Regions from separate parts of the Pan troglodytes genome. Here region 1 is linked to region 2. A link is a contact called in public Hi-C data. All regions are on one chromosome and are shown on one strand. Each heading gives the region's core, a stretch centred on a gene start, on an enhancer-like site or on the middle of the called end of the contact. The rest is flanking DNA. Distances are from core to core; before and after follow the strand shown.

Region 1 (5,284 bases), core at 284-2,783, 280 kb after region 2:
GGACTGGGCTATGGCTGAGCTGGACTAGGCTATGGCTGGGCTATGGATGAGCTGGACTGGGCTATGGCTGAGCTGGACTAGGCTATGGCTGGGCTATGGCTGAGCTGGGCTGGGCTAAGGCTGGGCTATAGCTGGGCTGGGCTAAGGCTGGGCTATGGCTGAGCTGGACTGGGCTGTGGCTGGGCTATGGTTGGGCTATGGCTGGGCTATGGTTGGGCTATAGCTGGGCTGGGCTAAGGCTGGGCTATGGCTGAGCTGGACTGGGCTATGGCTGGGCTATGGTTGGGCAATAGCTGAGCTGGGCTGGGCTATGGCTGGGCTATGGCTGGGCTATGGCTGGGCCAGGCTGGGCTGTAGAGGAAGCATGGACTCAGGGAATCTCTATGGAAGGTAACCCTAAGGGCACCTTGCAGACTTGGCAGTAATTTGTAGGTGAGCTTCCCCTCCATAGGCTGTGTGCACCTCAGGACCAGGAGTGGGGTTCTGTCTCCCTGGGGGCCACCTGGACCTCTCTGGTCTGTAAGAGCATTAGGACAATCCCTAGTAGCATCAAGAGGCCACAGCCAGACCCAATACTCCCCAGTTCCTCCAGGTCGCAGCACACCTGGAAATGGTCATACTGGTCAGGCCCACATGGCCGATGGGTAGAGGGCTGAGGGCTGAGGGCTTCTCTCCCATGCACCTGAAGTCCCTCAGCCACAAAGCTCTGCTCTGGTCACTGGTGTGAGAAATGTCCAGTGGCCTCCTGGGTCTCCAACTCAACCCACCTGACTTTGGTCAGGGCCTGTGGTTCTAAGCCCAGTTCAGTCCCAGGTGTGAGGGCTTCCCCCTGCGACTACCGTGAACCAAGTGCTGGACGGGAGGCTGATAGTCCACTGCTGTATTTTTAGATGACCCTGTTTCTTAGCCATCCTGGGCAGCCCCGAGGTCAAGGCCATGGGGTAGCAGGGCAAGGAGCCCCAGGATCTCCCCTATCCGCGCTAGCTGGGCGGGGCAACTGAGTGTGGCACCTCCCCTCTCTGGGCAAAGTTTCCCTACCGCCACCATGGACCCCAAGCTCGGAAAGCCTCTGCTGACCAACCTGTGCTTATTCATGATAATCACGTTTTCCCACGTGACAACAGAACAAGAGGACACATAGGTGCCACTGACATCAACAGCGAGGGCAGCACCTGTCGGTGTCCTGGCCCTGGGCTGAGGGTCTCTGCGACCCCGGGCCCCCACCACGGGCTCCACTGTCCTCACCTTGTAGACGAGGAAACAGGTGGGGAAGCTGCATCCCTGCCCCCACCAGCCAGCCCAATCGCGACAGCTTTCACCTGTCCTTGCCCTGGAGCCCTTCCTGATGTCTGTCCTAGGCCACAAGTCCCTGAAAGGCCTCAGTGGGCTTTCTGAGCTAACAGTCACCGAGGAGCCGGCATCTCACTCCTTCCCCCACCAGCCCAGCCCTCACTGCCTGACCCTCCCCTCGCCCTGCAGACAGAGGCTAAAAATACCCTCCCCACGTGGCCACCAGACCAGCCCTGCCCCGCCCTGCAGGCCTCCGTGTCCCCTGGCTGCCGGCTAGGCAGTCCTGCTCTCTCGGGTCTGTGTTCTCAGCTTCGAGGTCCAGGCTGAGTGAGAGGTAGGATCCAGGGGGCTCTGGGGCAGGGGACAGCAGAGAGGGCAGGGGGAACCCAGCCGGGAGCAGCGGGGAGGGTGGGTTAGGCCCCGGAGGCCAGGGATCACAGCAGGGTGCTTCGGAGACGCCCCCTGGCCCCTGCCAGCGGCCAAGCCAGGCTCCTCAGGGTGGGGGCTCAGGAGACAGGTTTCCCTCCGTGTCCCAGCCGGAGAGGTGGGAGGGGGAGGCTGGGCCACCCCTCAGATGGCAGCCAGGGCCACTCAGCCACAGTCGCCAGCCTGGCTGGGCTCAGGCCTTTTGTTGTCCTGCCCACTTGGCTTCCTCACTCCGGGCCTGGGCAGGCACTGGGGTGAGGCTCTGAGACCCTCAGGAAGCCCCGACCCATGCAGGGACTGCAGGGTGACAGGTGTCAGCAGGCACCCCTGAGGCCCCCAGGGGAAGTGGGGGCGCTCACGCCTGCCTGCCCATCGCCCGGCAGCAGCTGGCCCAAGGGAGCACAACAATGACGGGAATGCGAGGCCTGCAGGCGGTGGCCCAGGGACAGCCCCATCACCTACTCAGGCCCCAGCTCATCTCCCGGCTGCCCAGGGAGGGCAGAGCCGCCTTCACTGGGGCCAGCACCTCCTGGGGAGGGGCCAGGCAGGACCCCCATGCATGCAGTGTTGGGTGGGTACTTCGTGTACCGGCCGGGATGCTGGGGCATGGGGCCCCGGCCGCCTGAGCTGCCCTGTGCCCGAGCCCGGGTTGGTCCGCGAGGCCCTGTGGGCTCCCAGGTGCTTCCCCGCTCTGGGGTCAAGAGGTGGCACCGGGGTCGGGAAGTCGGGGAGCCCTAGCTCCCACCGCCTGCACCTGTACCTGCACCGTGGCTGCCCGGGCCAGATTCTTGGCCTCCTGGTTCTCCAGCTGAGCTTTGTCATTTCCATGCCGCTGGCGTTCCCATGCATTTTGTACCTGTGGACGCGCGGCCGCCTCTCCTGCCCGGGATGGCCCCGCGAGGCGCCCCCTAGCGGGCGAACGGCCTCTCCGCTGCGCAGCCTTTCGCCCTGGGGTGACCCGGGTCGAAGGCTTGTGCACAGACTTGATCTCTCCTAGGGACGGTTGTCTTAGGGTGCGATACCCGAAGGATATAAACCACATGCACATAATTACATGAGCCTGAAAGCGGCCTTGCTGACTTCAACCTTGCGGGCGTGGTGACGCGAAACCCTCCAGAACGCTGCCTTGGGCTGGCCGTTTCCGTTTAGCAGCCTCCACCCGGCCACGTGGAATGCAGGGTTCAGAGCCTGGGCCCCCAAGCCTAGCTCTGAGTTCAAATTCCAGCTCCACCACTTCCTAAATGTGTGATCTTGGGCAAGTGACTGAAACCTTCTGTGTCTCAGTCTCCCCAGCTGTAAAAGAGGCAATGATTGCACCCACCCTCCAGGACTGTTGTGGGGCTGAGTGGTGAATGCACAGCTTCTCTGCATGCTTGGCACGTGGCCTGGCACCTGGGAGCACCGCGGGAGCAGGAGCTGCTGCAGCCCCCAAATGGCCTCCCCAGCAATGTGGGATCTGGGACAGAGGATGCCTTCCGGGAGTTTGGGTGCCTCCGGGGTCCCTGGGGGGTGGGCTCAGTGTAGCCCAGGGTTGCGGATGACACCCAGGGCATGGGTTCTTTTGCCAACCCTGTTCTGCCCTGAATGCCTGGCCATGGGTAGGTCTCTCACCCTCTCTGAACCTCAATTTCCTCACTGCAAATGGGAATGACACCGGGTTGCTCAGGAGGATGAGACCATCCCCACTTGGCTGACCCTGCTCTCTTCTCTCCTAGGAGCTCGGGCGGCTCCAGGCACTTCTTCCCTTGAGTGGGTGGACTACTGAGGTCCCCTGGGAGCGGCGTCATGGTGCGGAACGTGGATGACCTGGATTTCCACCTGCCCTCGCACGCCCAGGACATGCTGGACGGCCTGCAGCGGCTGCGCTCTCAGCCCAAGCTGGCCGACGTCACACTGCTGGTGGGCGGCCGGGAGCTGCCATGCCACCGCGGCCTCCTGGCGCTCAGCAGCCCCTACTTCCATGCCATGTTTGCGGGTGACTTCGCCGAGAGCTTCTCTGCGCGCGTGGAGCTGCGGGATGTGGAGCCCGCTGTGGTGGGACAACTGGTGGACTTCGTGTACACAGGCCGGCTGACCATCACGCAGGGCAACGTGGAGGCGCTGACACGCACGGCTGCGCGCCTGCACTTCCCCTCGGTGCAGAAGGTCTGCGGCCGCTACCTGCAGCAGCAACTGGATGCTGCCAACTGCCTGGGCATCTGTGAGTTCGGGGAGCAGCAAGGGCTGCTGGGCGTGGCTGCCAAGGCCTGGGCCTTCCTGCGAGAGAACTTTGAGGCTGTGGCACGTGAGGACGAGTTCCTGCAGCTTCCCCGAGAGCGGCTGGTCGCTTGTCTGGCCAGCGACCTGCTGCAGGTACAGCCGGAGCAAAGCCGACTCGAGGCCCTGATGCGCTGGGTGCGCCATGACCCGCAGGCCCGGGCCGCCCACCTGCCCGAGCTGCTCAGCCTAGTGCACCTGGACGCCGTGCCCAGGCCCTGCGTGCAGCAACTGCTGGCCTCAGAGCCCCTGATCCAGGAGTCAGAGGCATGCCGGGCAGCCCTGTCCCAGGGCCGTGATGGGGTGAGTGAGCGGCTGGGAGGCCCCATCCCTGGGAAGCAGGGAGGAGAGCCCCAGAGACCCCACCTGAGTAGGGACAGAGTAAGGAGTGGACATTCCAAGGTGCACTCTGACCTTGCCACGCTCCTTGTTTTGGGCCAGTTCCCTATGAGGACATCACTATTCAGCCCTCAAGTGCAGATCATGCCTCTGTGTGTGTCACGCCCTGGGTGCAAGGGGCAGGGGAATGTGGAAGTGGTAAGATCTGGCCCTGTCCTGAAGGAGCCTGCAGCTCAGTGGGACAAGCCTGGAAACAGACCTCAGGCAGTGTGGAAGGGCCAAATACATGCCTAGGATGCATTCTGGGAGGGCTGGCAGTCAAGGAGGGCTCTCTGGAGGAGGCAGCATCTGAGCTGGGCCTTAGAGGAGGGATAGGAGCTCACAAGGAGGAAAAGAGGGGAAAACCATCCAGGAAGGAGGTGCAGCTTGTGCACAGGCAAGGAGGCACAGACAGGCCTGGCAGTCTGCCTGAGCTTTTATGGGGTGCTACTTCCTGTTTGTGCTGGCAGTGTGCCTGGCAGGCATGGCAGGTCATGATGGAATGACAGGTCTGGGAGTGGCTGTTCGGTCAGCTGCTGGGCACCCTGCTCAGGGGCCTTGCTTCGGGGCACTCCTTTAGAGCCAAGTCCGGGGACAAAGAGTGGCTCAGGCTGATGGTCCTCAGGCCAAGGGTGGAGTGAGTAGTGGGCTAAACCCTAACCCCTGTCCCCACTGGATTCCAGCCAGTCACAGAGCGCCCGGCCTCCTGCTGGAGCTGGCTTCAGAGCCTTGCCCGTAGGCGGTCACCTTGTATTCTAATTCCTGGCAGTGGGAGATCTGGGGGTTCCATATGGGGGGCCAGGGTGGATGGCTGTGGGAGAGCCTGGGGTCCTGGGAGACCTAGGCAGTGACTGCTTACCGGCCGTTCCTAAGACAGCCAGCATTTCCCACTGAGCCGGGACACCCTCGTGCCGCCTGCTGGAGGCCACCCGGG
Region 2 (5,383 bases), core at 714-3,213:
CTTGAGAAATAGGCTTTGTCTTCTTAGGAAAATGTATCCTTTAGGGGGTGTTGAGAAAACAGCAGTGACAGGGGCCTCTGGCCTTGCCTCCTTGCAGTCAAGCTTCAAAGAGAAAACGTTGGGAAGGAAGACTCCTGCTGAGCCTGATGAAAGAGGAGTCCCAGTTGCCAACCAAAAACATGCAGCCAAAGTCCACAAGCTACAAGTAGAAAGGGTGGCTCAAGCCAGAGTCCCTGGATATGGAGGGCGAGTGATGGCTGCAGAAAGATGCAGGTTCTTCTCCCCTACTATGACTGGCCATCGCCTAGTGCAGGATGTACGGTGGCCCTGTCCCAGGGCTGCGCTGGCAGCCACCCTTCCCCACTAGCTGTGCTGCTCTCACATGGCACGGCCTCTGGCTGCCAGGCCTGTGCTCGGGCCTGCGTTTCCCTTGTGCCCTTCTCTCCACCCAGCCCTCAGGACTGCCTGGGCTGCATTTTGTCCAAAGTCCTTTGTCTCCTTGCTTGCACTGCAGCTGAGGCAAGTGTCCCTTGTTCCGGGTGGCTCCTGTATTGTGGCGCTCATGTTATTGAGAGTTTTAGAGGTCACCCCCTAGATTCACCAATTGAAGGGCAGGGCTGGTCGATCTAACAGTGTCTTGCACATAGGGACACAAATGTCTGTTAAATGAAGAAAGTAGGGATGCCAGGCCACCCAATGGGGTGTATCTCCTAGGGTTCAAGAACAAGGGCTAATCAAGTCAAGAGAATGTGTGCCCTCCCCCACCATCTCACCCCTCACTCTCAGAACACTTGGGGCCCCTGCACAGGTGGTAGGCATGCTGGCCCTGAGTGCCCTCGCAGCCTGTGTTAGAAGAACCAGTGGATGACCTCGCTGTCGGCTGTCTCCCCTTCTCTAAGCTTACTGCAGGTGGCAGCAGCCTCTCAGCCACAGACTGTTCCCTTTCCTAGGAGAAAACGTTGGTCACTCAGCAATGCTGTGCACTTGCAGCTTCCACCACAAAAGAGACAGCTGTGGCCGCAGCACCAGGGTGGTGATTCTTCCCCCTCCAAGGGCAGTGGTGCATTCCTTAGCACAAGTATAAATTTACTGTTGCTAAGAGTTCTCGGAACAGGATAATACAAGAAGGAACCACTGCAAGTGAAATCCAGCCACCAGTAATGCCGAGAGGCCAGGCCTGTGCCTCCCAGAACCTGCTCCTCCGTAGGCTTCCCCGGCCCATCTCCAGAGCGCCCTCCTCTCACCACTTTACATAAACGAATGTACCCAAGATCCCCCATCAGTTTTCCATGCAGCTGCCAGAGTGCCACCAAAGCAAACCTCATCTCAGGACTCTGTGGCCAGGCCCTCACAACCTCCTGCCAGGCTCTCGCTACCTACCCATCAACGGCAAGACTCCCAGGCCATCTCAATCCCCCCAAAGAGCCCTGTTCCTCCAGCCCCACGGCTTCTGTTCACCTGCCGTGCTGTCCCCGCCTCTGCCCACCCACTCATCCTGCAGATCTGGAGCAGCATTCCAGGGCCTGGTAAGTGTGCGCCATTTTGGGTTACTACGGGTCTCGCCAGGCGCGGCGGCGAGTTTTGCCCCCCACGCTCCCCAGCGCCTGCACCTGGGCGGAGAGGTAGATAAGGCTGGGAGATCTTAGCCTTTTGCAAGGCAAACACCAGGCAGGAACGCCCAGAACCTCGGAGGAGGAGGAGGGGAAGATCCCCAGGTGGAGACCAAGGTGCCGCTCACGCTGAGTCGTCTAGGAGACCCTCCCTAGTTTAAAAAGTGTTTATTTGCTGGGAGAACATTTCAGGAGGCCTTCCTGGGACCCCAAGTGTGCCGCCCCCCGGGAGGGGCCTGGAGACGCCCGCGCGGCCCCCCTGCAAGGTTTTACCGGCCCTGGGCGCCCCCGGCCCTGGCACCCAGCCGGGGAGCCGCAGTGGGCCGGGCCGCGCGGCCGCCGCCTCCCACCGCTCCCGCGCCCGCTCCCGCCCCCGGCGCGTCTCCTCCGGGCCCGCGCCGCGGCGGGCTCAGTCCTCAGCGGGGCGCGTGGCGAGCGGACTCGACTCGGCACCGCTGTGCACCATGGCCCGGGCCCTGTGCCGCCTCCCGCGGCGCGGCCTCTGGCTGCTCCTGGGTGAGTAGGGCCAGGGGTCTCGGCCGAGCTCCCTTCCCCTGGCCAGCCGGTGTCCTCTAGGGGAGAGGAGGGGAGCGGGTGGGGGCGGACGCCGCGGGCGCACAGATCCGCTGCCCTTGAACGCGGGCCGCCCCGGTTCCAGGCGGGAGGCCCCAGGGTACAGGGGAGGCGGAGGGCGCGGACCGGTGTTGCGCTTCTCGCCGGGGAAGGGACGGCTTTGGGGACGTCGGAGAGCGGGCATTCTGGAAAGCGTGGGGCGAGTCAGCCCTGCACACTGGAGAAGTAGTTTTCAGAAGGAAAAACAGGACGCGGGATTCCCCAGCCCCGCACCTCGTTTCTCAGGCTGTGCGCCGCGGTGACTGCCAGCGCAGGCTCCCTTCCCTAGGCCGTCCCGCGTTGCAAAACCTGCAGACAGGCAGCTTGCAGAAGACGCAGTGTTCGGAAATCAGAACCACAGCCGGTTTGTATGGAAATTAGTCAACACTGACAATCTGTCGCCTGCAGCAGTTGCTTGTTTGCAAATCACGTCTTTTGCAGAAATGAGGCCAGCCCTTTTCGGGACATTTCCATCGCTTTTTTTCTTTTTTCTTTTGGTTTGCTTGTTAACTTGGCACTTTTGGCTAATAGAAATTTAAAGAAGGACGGGTCCCTTGGTGAAGTGGTGGAACATGTTTGGCTTTCCACTTGGAGGGAGAAGTGGAGATTAGCAGCAGCCCCATGGCCACAGGAACTGGCCACACACTCGGCAAGAAACGGTGCTGTTCACTTCCCTTGTCTGTAATGTGTTCCTAAAATGCTAACTCAAGCCCCTTCTAAACCGCTTTGGTTATTGCATTATTCCGTGTATTTAGCTACCTTTTAACGGAAACTGTGAATAGGTTACTGGCGTGGGAGAACCCAGTGTCCCTGGGAAGGCCGGAGCAGTTGTTTCTGGTATGTGTGGCCTTTCCCCGGAAACAGTGATGTTGGTCAGAGGCACCTGCCGCACAAGACCTCTTCGGCGCTGGCACTGGGCAAGCAGGGACCACCGGCGCTGTTGTAGCTGGGGGAGCGGTTCGTGGCCCAGCAAGGAGAGCGGCCAGGGCTTCTTGGGAGCCATGGATTTCTGGTCCCTATTTGTAAACCTCTCCAAGGGGTGGCAGATCTGCATAGAATCCTCAGAGGCCGATATAATATAATCTGAAAGCGGATCTTGCCACTTTAGAGTTTTGGCTGAAGTTACGTGGAAAGCAGAATCTCGCAGTAATTTTATTCTCTCCATTTGGCTTGACATGGCCTTCACTGTTTTCGTTTCCTAAGAAACAAATATTTCTTTGTTAGCAAGGCAGAGAGCTGGGTTGTGGAATATTTTTTACATAAATAACCAAATAAATAAACGTTCTTTACTAGTGTCCAGAGGCTGAACCCTCTAAAGCTTGTGTAAATAAAGCACTATGTCACGATCACATATAAAGACCTTCCTTGTTTACCAAGAAAACTATTCATGTTCTGCCGAAAGTCCAAAGTCCTGTAATTTTAACGTTATTTTGAGTGGCCTGGCTAATGTTATATCTTGGAAGAACAAACAAAACTTTATGAGGTTATCAGCAAATTAATGTCATTGGAGCCCAGCTGTAATTAGTAGAATTACTGAGCACAGGCTGTTTCCTTCCCAAACTGTAGCACTAGCCAGGTCTCCTTGGTGATGAAGATTTTGCTACCCAGAATGGCAATGTGGAATTTTTTTAAGTACTCTAGTTTACAGGTTTAAGAACTTATCTGTGACAATTTTACAATCAAGCTATCTGTCTTAGGTAGTTATTAAGAATCTCACAATCCGGCCAGGCATGGTGACTCACGCCTGTAATCCCAGCACTTTGGGAGGCTGAGGTGGGTGAATCGCCTGAGGTGAGGAATTCGAGACCAGCCTGGCCAACATGGTGAAACCCCGTCTCTACTAAAAATACAAAAAAATTAGCCAGGCATGGTGGCAGGCACCTATAATCCCAGCTACTTGGGAGGCTGAGGCAGGAGAATCGCTTGAACTCGGAAGGCAGAGGTTGCAGTGAGCTGAGATCATGCCACTGCACTCCAGCCTGGGTGATAAGAGTGAAACTCCGTCTCAAAAAAAAAAAAACTTAGGATCCATATATAGTTCTTTTCCCTCTGAGCATCCTGTGTACTCTTCTGTTTACTGGAGACTCTACGTGCATTCTGAAAGGTTTGTGTATAGACACCGAAAAGCTGTTCGTTAATCAGGAAAGAAGGATGCGTTAGAAGCCCCTGGTTTTTCGCATCCATCTTCACTCAGGGAATGCTGGCTGGTGCTGTCACACATGAACTCAGTCACCTGTCCTAGGAAACGCATGCCTTCCTTGGCTGTCACGTGGGAGCCAGGGTTTTTTTTAATGGCTGCAACATTAATTGAAATATATGACTTTATATAAATACAAGTAGAATTGGAATGATGGGGACATCACAGGAAATGCTATGTGACTGCTTCAGATTGCCATGCGGTTTTAAATCTGGACACAGTTCTCATGCCAAAGTCCAAATCTGAAGGATTCTTATTTGCTAATCAACTCAGTGTGTTTGTTTACCCTCTCTGTGTGTTTAGCTGCAGGAAGAAATTTCTGGATTTTTGTCTTCCTTCCATAGGCGCATGCCTGTCAGTGTGCTTATTACCAGTCCGAGGCCAGGGCTGTTGAGAAACATTTATATCCACAGTGCAAATGGTAGATTCAGCTCCGGGAAATGTTTTAGGTGGAATCTTTACTTAAGGCTAGTTGGAAAAGTCTGTCCTGATTTTTTTCCCCAGAATGCGCCCATTTCATAGCTTCAAATCAGTTACAACTGGCGTCTGGCTGACTGTGTGATGCAGGTGCCATGTGTAGTGTGAATTCCAGCGGAAATGCTGAGCCCAGAGAGTGAAGCCCCTCGGGCTTGCCTACCAGTGCCCCTGCCAGTGCCCCCGCCAGTGCCCCCGCCAGTGCCCCCACCCCCAACTCAGGCCTAGAACCCCTCTTTCCTGACGGTCTTTGTGGTATGGTGGGCTAGCCCTCAGTGGTCCCTGAGCCAGGCCTGGCCATCCAGATGGTCCCAGGGAGGAGACTGGCCGCAGGCTGGACAGTCAGTGTTCTGCTGGAACCACGGGGAAAAGCTGCGTCTTTCCTCCAGGCTGGATCTGAGTGGGGCTGCCACAGTCTACCCTGTGAGCCATGGGGGAGCACCTGTCCGTGACATAGAGCACTCCTGAAGCCTTTTGAGCCCCTAGATCG

What was found. A called contact is a pair of places that touch in the nucleus more often than the background predicts.
Region 1: a Hi-C map of induced pluripotent stem cells shows a contact between it and region 2, with 2.6 times the contacts expected there. The contact joins the promoter of KLHL30 here to the promoter of RAMP1 in region 2. A contact is called at or near these places in 2 of 7 Hi-C or Micro-C datasets (induced pluripotent stem cells and stem cell-derived neural progenitor cells).

The regions. Positions count from the first base shown.
Region 1 is chr13:140,311,992-140,317,275 of NHGRI_mPanTro3-v2.0_pri, forward strand. It overlaps KLHL30 (kelch like family member 30), which reads left to right and starts at 1,534. Exons shown (of 8, transcript XM_016950816.3): 1 at 1,534-1,624; 2 at 3,432-4,275. The coding sequence starts at 3,502.
Region 2 is chr13:140,033,428-140,038,810 of NHGRI_mPanTro3-v2.0_pri, forward strand. It overlaps RAMP1 (receptor activity modifying protein 1), which reads left to right and starts at 1,964. Exons shown (of 3, transcript XM_516183.8): 1 at 1,964-2,126. The coding sequence starts at 2,075.